Linked DNA regions of Mus musculus: region 2 is linked to region 1. The links are chromatin contacts, called in public promoter capture Hi-C maps. All regions are on one chromosome and are shown on one strand. The core of a region is the stretch at or near the end of the contact, and the rest is flanking DNA. Distances in the headings are between cores, read along the strand shown. Region 1 overlaps Nrxn2 (neurexin II). Region 2 holds the start of Fermt3 (fermitin family member 3).

Region 1 (4,697 bases), core at 993-3,492:
CAGGGATCCTTGCTTCCACCCTCAGGCAAGGGTACCTGGGTGCCAAAGCCCAGAGGCCTGGAACCCTGCCCAGAAAGGAGGCGGCAAACACGGGAGGGGGGTGGGGGGACATGGGGAAAGTTGACAGCCAGAGGAGGAAGGAGGCAGAGAGACAGATGGACAGAGAAGGACAGAGAGGGATGTAGGTAAGGGAAGCGGGAGAGTGGGAGCCTGAGATGTAGGCTCCCTCTCCCAGCCCTCCCCCACCCCACCCTCTCTCCTCTTCGCCATCCGGCTGCCGGGGGCGGGTGTTAGGTCCCTAACGATCTCAGCCCCAAAATAAACCCCATTAGTCGCCATGTTCCCTCCTGCGGCTGACTGAGCTCCCTGGGGGTGGAGGTGGGAGTGGGAGGGGGGCTGGTCACCCAGTTTCCGGGAAGGGAGCCTTGCTGGGAGTCCTGAAGGACTAGACTCTTGGGCCTGCAGAAAGGGAAGGGGAGAGACTCATCCTGCATTCTTTAGGACATAACCAGAGCAGATGAGATGCATAAAGTGCCTGATTAAATGATCAGCTACTAACGACTCTTCTCAAGGCACTTCTTGAGATGGGGAAAGGAGTTCAAGGGAGGACCTAGCCAGGGAGAAAGGGATGCAGATGGAGACTGGGCATGGAAGCCTGCAGCAAGCCAGTAGGGAACACAGTGGAGAACTCTGGTCTAGGGGAAGCAGGGACCCGGGGTCTCTCACCCAGTGGGCCCCTAGTAGTCTGGGCAGTCTGGTGGAAAGAGGGATCCATCAAGGAACTCTAGGTCCCCAGGAGAGGGAGGGGACTTCTGAGTGCTTTGAGAGGCTGGGAAGGGAAGGGGGGCTTCAGTCTGGCATCAGAACTGGTGAGACTAGAGCAAGAGAAGGCACTGGTCCCCTGCTCTTCCCTGAGCTTCTTCCTTGTCTCCTACCCTCCTGACAGAGTAAGAATGGGGAGGGACCTCAGGGGCAGGGCAGACATGGAGAAACCACGTGGATGTCTAAAATTGTCATCTTTTTGCAGCCTGTAGTTTGGAAAGCACCCCAGCAGACGGGGGGGAGAGCAGCTTTGGCCCTGCAGGCTCAGGTGTGCCTTCTACCTTAGACCCTAGAGGTACAGTGAGGAAGGCTGGGCCTTCGGGTCCCAGTGAGAGGTACACAGAGAGCATCACCTCCATACTCACTGCAGGCTACCTGACTGCCTAGTAAGGGCTGGGCCTGGAGAGCAGAGCCAAGTGGCTATGCCTCAGCCAGTACAGTCTCTCAGCTCCCAACACTGCAGCACTCCAGAAAATCGGCTGTTTCCATGACAACCATAATACCCAGGGTCCTCCCTCTCCCTTTCACTCACAAGCTGCACGTTGAATTTGGGAGATTGGGTTTGGGGAGCAGAGATGTTGACCTTCCTCTACACACTCCCTGACCCCCGGGTTCCAGGGCCTCCCCGGGAGAGGGCTATTTCATCAGGCTGTTTGGTCCTTTAACACCAGGGAAGGAAACTCCATCTACATGGAGTCTGGTCCCAAATCTGCCAGGTCTAAAAAGGAGGCCCTTCCTGCCGGCTTTCCTGCTGGAAGCCATCAGCACGCTCATCACCATGGACAGCGCCATTCCTGCTTCTATAGCACCGGAACAGCAGCAAGCCAGGTGCCGGGTTAGACAGGAAAGCCGGAGAGATCTGAGATGTGTGCCAACAACCCAAGTCCCAGCCCTTACAAGGAGACCCAGCTCCAAGTGACGCACACCTAGACCCCACACCCACGCGCGGGTCGCGAGGCACCCAACTGCACACAAAGCCCCAGACCGGAGAGGCAGACCCCGCCACAGGAGTCGAGGCAGCCAGGGAAACATGGCGGTAAACGCACAAAGACAGGCCTCCGCGGGCGGCCAAGGGCAGGGGCCGGCGAGGTACAAATGGGCGCCCGCGCCCCAGCCCTCCCGCTTCCCAGCCCCGGCCTCCCCCAGGATTTATGATCCAGCTGTTCTCACACTGCAGCCAGTTTACTGTGCTGGGCGGACCTGTTAAAGCCGAAGGGCATTTATTATACTGTGGGGGGGAACCAGGGTGGAGAGACACTTCTTGGGCAGAAGAGGGAAAGGATGAATGGTTTATTGGGCTGGGGCTGCAGTAATTACCCCAGGGAGACATTTCTCTCCCCAGCACCACTGCTCCCGCACGGGCGGGGACAGAGGGCTTGGTTTACGAGGAGGTCGGGTGCTGGAGGCGGAGCTTCTGCCAAGCCCCGCCCCTCCGGCCACGCTCCGGAGGCGCTTCCCACAGCTCTGCCAGGCAAGCAAACTCTCTAGCCCTCCCAGAAGAAGGCATGCCAGCCTTGGTGCCCAGGATAACACTCCACATCTGTAACTTGACAGCATCCAGAAAGGTTTTGAGAAGCAAAGGGGACTAAAGCAGGCTCCAGTGTTGCCCAAGACTGGTATAGACCAATTGTTCTTTTCCACACTGGTAAATTGGGAGCTGACTATGCATAGCATGCTGGCCAGACCCACACCGCTGGAAGCCCATGGCAAGAGTTTCTAATCAGACATAAGATGTCACCTTCTGCACACATTCAACAGTCACCTCAATGCTTCCTAGACCCAGAAATTCACAGAGCCATAAAACACTAGATATGATCATATAGTCAACACATGCATGCACACACACACACATCCCTACATTCTAGAAAGAAAACAACTAACCATCAACAATGTTTCAGGAACCCAGACTCACAGCATTTACTCCATTTAAAAACTGCCCGTGCAGTCATGCCCCGGGGGCTCAAAGCACACATGCGGCTCTGTGTGCCAGTGCCCCAGGAACATCAGAAGCCAGCACAGAAGCTTTCTGGGAGATCTAGAGCGGTCAAGGGATAAGGCCTCTGCATTATCCAGAAAAGCCCGGGTCTTAGGTGCTTTCTGTTATCAACAAATCTTCCCAGGAGAACACCACAGCCAGGGGGTGGGGCTTCTGCACAGGCCCTGACAGCTAAACTCTCTCTTCATCTACATACCTCAGCTCTTAGCTTCATCCTGGCCATACACCATTCAGTCAGGAATCTAAGTTATATACTCATCCACAGAACCAAACTACATGATAGCCCTCTTCTGCTGGAAGCTGCTGAACTGAGTGGGAGTTGGTCTGCCTTCGTGGGCTCTCGGGAGGACTAGAAAAGAGCTCATCAAAGATTCAGAGACCAGTACTGGGATGAAGGGGTCCATGACCAGAAAGACCAGAAAGGTGTCATCTCCTCTGTCCATTTTAGGTCCCAGGTGTGTTGGTCACCCCATACCCTACAGTGACATCAGGTACAGAAATGTCAGGTGGGAAGGGACATTATGTAATGGGAGGGCTTGGGGGATGGGAGGGAGAGTGGGAAAGCTGTGAGCAGGGAAGAAGGCAAGGAGACTCAGTAGAGAAGCAGAGAAGCAGGTGTCCATGCAGAGAGAGAGAGAGAGAGAGAGAGAGAGAGAGAGAGAGAGAGAGAGAGAGAAAGAGAAAGTGCACTGCCCTCACACTAGGGAGCCTTGGAGCAGGAGGAAAGCTGGCTGGCCTCCAGCCCAGGGAGGCGTCCCAGGGGAGGCCAGTTCTCTCATCTCCCCATAGCTGAGGTGAGCAGAGAGGGGTTCAGTCATGAGAAACTGCTTTCTCCTCTTGTAGATTTCCTTAGTCCCCTCCTTCCCCCTGAATCCTTTTCAGCCTCTCCACCACTTCATCAGTGTCCCGAGCTGCCCTCCCCCTCATCCTTACCTCCTTCTACCCTGGGAAGACACCCCACACACACAGGCAATGCTCATGCCAACATGTTATAGTTGTTGGCCCCATTCTCTTGACCGTGTCTCGGAGCATCAGGGGCGGTGACAAGACCTTTCTGGGAGATCTAACACTGTAGAGAAATAAAGCACCCTGCACAGTCCAGGAAAGCCTGGATTCCTGTTCCCTCTGCCTGACTCCTGCCCCTGCCAGCTCCTGGGCTCTCCTCTCCACCTGCCCATCATCTCTGAGCCAGCACCTTGCCGTCTCTTTCATGTCTGCCCCTCTTTCCCCACAGGGCTCCCCTCCAGTGCACCTGGACCCCTTTCCTAATACCTAGCACCATTGCCTAGAATGTTCTGTCTGAGTATCTGAGGAGAGCCAGAAGAGAACAGCAAGGAGGCAGGGGTAAGGGAAGGGCATGAGAGACCCTGAAGAGGCAGAGCTGGGGTGAGGATGTGGGAAAGGAGAAGTGGAGAGTGCTGCCTGTGGTAGGGATGGTAGCTGAGATGGCAGAGAGGGAACAGAGGGACCTGAAGAGACTGCTCCTGGGGAATGGAGGAAACAAAGTAGTGGCATATGGGGGGCAGGGAGGGACAGGGACAGAAAGACCGGATATGACATGGGGTGTGGAGATCAGGGGGCTTCTTGCAGACACAGAACAGTCATGGGAAAACCAAGAGTGTGGAAATGGGAGGCACTGAGGGGAATGGACGGGACACAATAGCATGGTTGTAGACAGTGATGGAGGAACAGCAATGGGGCTGAGCAGGGAAGGTGAGGGACGGTCTGAAATGAGGATGGCAAGGCACTGAGATGGCAGGGAGGAGATGAAAGCCCTGAGAGGGGAGAATGGAGAGAGCTGAGGAGCACAGTGCTCAGACAGCAAGGGATGGAGGGCTCAGAGATGGAGAGGAGAGCCCAGCGGTGGGCAGGGAGCCTG
Region 2 (4,697 bases), core at 1,548-4,047, 520 kb before region 1:
GCTTTTCATTTTTCTCCTGGGCCCTGCTTTTGCCCCCAGAGATGATTAAGGTTAAAGGCTTTGAAGCATGTAGGCAGAAGGGGAGGATCGCAGTCAGGAGCTACTGAGTTGCTGTCTGACCTGTTCTGTTTGTAGTCAAGGGTTATACACGGAAAGCAGCTGCTCTGGAAGCCATGAAGGACTATACAAAAGCCATGGATGTGTACCAAAAAGCGTTAGACCTGGACTCCAGCTGTAAGGTAAGCTGCTGTTGGCCTATAACATACATCCCCGTTGGTTTCTCCTTTGGGTGTTTTCTCTGGTCCTTCATGTCCTTCCCAAATGCTTCAGTTTCTCTTGTCTCTCTTTTTTTCCCCTTTGTCAATGATCTGTCATCTTGGACCTGCTGAAGCAGTGAGCCAAATAGTGTTGACCTGCCTCCCTTGATCTTTTCTGGAATGCAGGAAGCAGCAGATGGTTACCAACGCTGTATGATGGCACAGTACAACAGACATGATAGCCCTGAGGATGTGAAGCGGCGGGCCATGGCTGACCCTGAGGTGCAGCAGATAATGAGTGACCCAGCCATGAGACTCATCCTGGAGCAGATGCAAAAGGACCCCCAGGCTCTGAGCGAGTAAGTTGAGTGGGGAAGTGAGAGGGAATTCTATCATTCTTTCAATGTATGATTTGAGGTTATGTGCCTGAGCATTTTACCTACATGTATGTATGAAGAGGGTGTCAGACCCTCTAGAACTGGATATACAGAGGGTTGAGAGCCACTGTGGATGCAGTAAGTGCTCCGAGTTCTCTCTCCATCAATAACCACTGGGCCATCTCTAGCCCTGAATCCTATCAATCTTAACAGAAAATACTGGTGGTACAGAGAGCCTGTGAGCTTGCTTTTTCTGTTAGTCTAATAGCCTAAGCTTCTGTTGGGAAGGCCAACTATGCTAGGCTTTCAGCTGTGCAGACAAACAGTAGCATAGGCAGGTTCTTTCTGTCCTGTCTGGTGAAAAGGACTTTTGCATGTGCAGGGTCTTTGAGAATGCTCTGCAGCCGAGGAACTTGGGTGGAAGGAGACTTGTTCAGTTAACTGTATCTTCTTCTCCTAGACACTTAAAGAATCCTGTAATAGCGCAGAAGATCCAGAAGCTGATGGATGTGGGTCTCATCGCAATTCGGTGATAACTTGCTTTTCCCCCTCTTCCCTTCGCCAATGAGGAAGGCGAGCTGGGAAGGTGGCGAGCAGCACTGGGCAGAGGGGGGGAGAAGAAAGGCTTATCTTTATATTTATACATGCCTACAAGGAAGACAGACTCATCCAGCGCCACCTCGGGCCCTCCCAGCACACGCATGGTCTCTTCACTGCTGCCCTCAATCCGAGTGTCCTTCCCTGCCCAGTCCTAGCCTCCCCGTCACTGTCTCGGCTGCTCCCCCATAGTTGGTTATTTTTTATTTGGGGCAGTGGGTGCATACGGGGAGGGGAGGGTGTTCTTCCCAACCTAGGGTCCCAGCTGTCTTCACCTGTTCTTACCCACGTCCCTCCTCAATAAAGAAGCCAGTCAGGCGTGGTTATATGTTGCTACGGTCTCCAGTGACTTTCTTCTCTTAAGACACAGTAGTGCTGAATTGGAAGCCAACACAAAGCCTTTTCTTGATGGCCTTGAAAGAAAGGTCGCTGAAGAGTGAGCTGTTTGCTTTGTCAGGGTGGCCACTAGGTGGAAGTGTCGCTCAACAACTGATGACCTACCTGCATTCTGATCAGCTTTGGGTTGATGTTCTGTGCAGTGCAGTCTTAGAGTGAACCTGCTAGGTCAACACTAGAACCTAACCTAGACTCAAGGTGGGTCAGAAAGCAGGCCTGAGACTAATACTGACAACAGCTCCTGCTGCTCCAATCCTGAGCTCCACACCACTATCTTCCTCCCACACTGTGACCAACACTGAACTTCCTCATTTGCTCCCAAAAGACTGCTTCCTGGGCTAGCAAGATGCTGAGTCCAGCACCAGGCTGTACTATGTCTTACGTTAGCCTAAACTAGCTTCCTGTCCCAACCCCAGGACTCCTCAGAGCAGCCTCTCCTAGTCACACTTAAAAAGCCTTACCTTGGGAGGAGAGGTTGGCACATACCCTTAATCCCAGCACTTGGGGCAGAGCAGGCAGATCTCTGAGTTCAAGGCCAGCCTGGTCTGCAGAGTGAGTTCTGGGACAGCCAAGGCTACACAGAAACCCTTTCTGAAAAAAGAAAAAACCACGTCCATTAATGGTAGGCTGCTGCCCTGAAAAGTCTACGTTCCTGCTCAGTTCCTTAGAGCAATTTGCATCCCAGTGCCTGGCATGGACATGAGGCTGTTGGACCACCAGAACCCTCTAAAGAGACGGGATAAAGGGTCCTGGAGGAAATCACATTGAGGTTTTATGAGGCAGAGAGGCTCTAGCATGTCACTGGACAGATTTAAGGCTGGTAGGTTTGGAAACAAGTCCTGTTTAAAGGTGGGAAGGACTTCACTGCTGACTGTAGACAGTCCCACTAAGAGCAGGCTGGAGCCGGGCAGTGGTGGCGCACCCAGCACCACCAGGGCCAGGTGGATTTCTGAGTTCGAGGCCAGCCTTGTCTACAGAGTGAGTTCCAAGACAGCCAGGGCTATACAGAGAAACCCTGTCTTGAACAACAACAAAAAATAATAATAAAAGAAAAAAGCAGGCTGGAGGTGCAACCAGTAGATGCCTGGGGGTGGGGTAAAGAGAACTTTGTGGTGTCACCCCAGCACTGTTCTTCCCTCATTTCCTGTGGTAACAAAAGCAAGGGCCCCGTGGAGCCCTCTGCGTGCTGGCAGTGTGCTTCCTGTACCCAGCAACAGCCCGCCCTGGGGAGGGACTAGTACAACTTTCATGATAAGGCCACTACAGGCTGACCTCTGAAGGAAGCAACTGAGCAGGACCAGGCCAGACCAGGGTAACAGGTGTCCCACTGCCACCTGCAGCTGCAGCCCGTTGCAGGCTAGGTAAGTGAAAGACCCAGGAGGACTCACTTGTCCCCTGCTCCGCCATTCTGTGCAGAGCAGCCACACTTGCCACCACCCTAGAGGCTTGGGTTAGAGTACTGGCTGTGAGCTGTGGGCCAGGACTTGTTTCTGAGATAGGTGGGCCTGGCAGAACTGTGAGTAGGAGAGTTGACCTGTTCTGGTACCTAGCAGGGTACTTTACAATGAGTATTGGGCCTTGGTGTCCCCACCTGTGAAACCTGAATTGGCAGGACAACGTGGACTCTAAGGAACTGTCTCTTCAGCCCAAACACTTAGGATAGTAAGAGGGTTTTATATTGACTGGATCACAGTAGCTCTCTGTACCAGTGTCCCCAAAGCCTACCCACCTACCCAGGGTACCCTAGGACTCCTGCTTATTTCTAGGCAGCCCACTGTCTACTCACCTTGTCTCAGCAGAAACAGCCGCAGCCATGGCGGGTATGAAGACAGCCTCCGGGGACTATATCGACTCTTCCTGGGAGCTGAGGGTGTTTGTGGGCGAGGAGGACCCTGAGGCCCAGTCTGTCACACTCCGAGTCACGGGGGAGTCGCACATTGGTGGGGTACTTCTGAAGATCGTGGAGGAAATCAGTGAGTCCCCGTGACCCTATGTATCCAGTCATGACAGCTCTCCCTGGCTTTTCTAGGCCATTCTCGCCTCTACTCATAACCTTGTCACAGTGACTCAGGCAACAGTCTTTAATTATTTGGTTCCAAAGAAGGTATTTCTTCAACTTCCCCTCTCCATACTTCCTCCAGCTCCTACTGGTTCTGTCTAGTCTCCAAGAGACAGACAACATGGTCCCCTGTGTGTCTTGCCTGTGCCGAGGCTTATTATGTTCCTGAGGGATGGCTAGGAGGTTCCTGGGGACCTGGCACCTACTCTCCTAAATTTCCTCCCCAGCAAACCACTTGGCAGGCTGCTGACAGTGGGTGAGAGGCCCTGCCCCCACAGGAAGTTACGGCAGAGTAGGCTAGGGCGATATCAGTCACCCAGAAGGCCCCATGAGGCTTCTCATCAACTTTACCAGCAGAGAATGAGAGTTATCACTTCCTGGGAGGATGGCAGGAAAGCCCCGATAGTCAGAGCCGGAAGACATCCCACCATGAGCTCCCGATAGTCAGAGCCGGAAGACATCCCACCATGAGCTCCCGATAGCCAGAGACAGAAGGCATCTCACCATGAGTGTGGGTCCTAGGCCTCTGGAATTGGGACAGGGATAGAAGGCAGGTTTTCTAGACCCACCCAACCCTCTATGTGTATGCAGTCCAAGACGGACCAGAGTGACTGAGCAGGACAAGCCCCAACACAGCCAAATAACAGGGTTGAGACAGAAGGGAACTGCCGGAAGCAGGGCCCAAAGAGGCTGTGAAAGCAGAAGTGGGAAGAGGGTTAGTCCCTCAGAAACTGGATGTCAGACGAAGCTGGAGACTTGACATGGGTCAGGACAGAGGGGCTGGGGATGTTAGGAGTCTAGGGCAAGAACCCCAAGAGTGCTGAACACCCAGCCACCTAGACCTCACCCTGTACCACTGCTGGGCTCCATGGGCCAAGTCACTTCAGTTCCAGGATCTCAGTTCCCTGAAATAGGGGCATTATCCCCAGTCCTCCACTGCCAGGCGTGGTGAGGCCAACCTTCCTCATGATGGCATGCTGCTGCCAAAGGCTAAGAGCTTCCTGCAGGAGC

What was found. Promoter capture Hi-C pulls out the DNA fragments that hold promoters and counts their contacts.
Region 2: a promoter capture Hi-C map of pre-B cells shows a contact between it and region 1, with 11 times the contacts expected there. A contact is called at or near these places in 13 of 39 promoter capture datasets (the 3T3-L1 cell line, 3T3-L1-derived adipocytes, the C10 cell line and 8 more), 27 of 484 Hi-C or Micro-C datasets (B cells, CD4 T cells, the G1E-ER4 cell line and 18 more) and 13 of 130 datasets of targeted methods (T-cell acute lymphoblastic leukemia, astrocytes, bone marrow-derived dendritic cells and 9 more).

Annotation. Positions count from the first base shown.
Region 1 is chr19:6,499,701-6,504,397 of GRCm38.p6, reverse strand. All of the region lies in intron 17 of Nrxn2 (neurexin II), which reads right to left. Among named protein-coding and RNA genes, the nearest start is that of Gm52381, 4.8 kb to the right of the region's middle.
Region 2 is chr19:7,017,569-7,022,265 of GRCm38.p6, reverse strand. It overlaps Fermt3 (fermitin family member 3), which reads left to right and starts at 2,797. Exons shown (of 15, transcript NM_153795.2): 1 at 2,797-2,988; 2 at 3,427-3,600. The coding sequence starts at 3,441. Stip1 (stress-induced phosphoprotein 1) reads left to right here. Exons shown (of 14, transcript NM_016737.2): 12 at 136-239; 13 at 444-616; 14 at 1,095-1,570. The coding sequence ends at 1,167.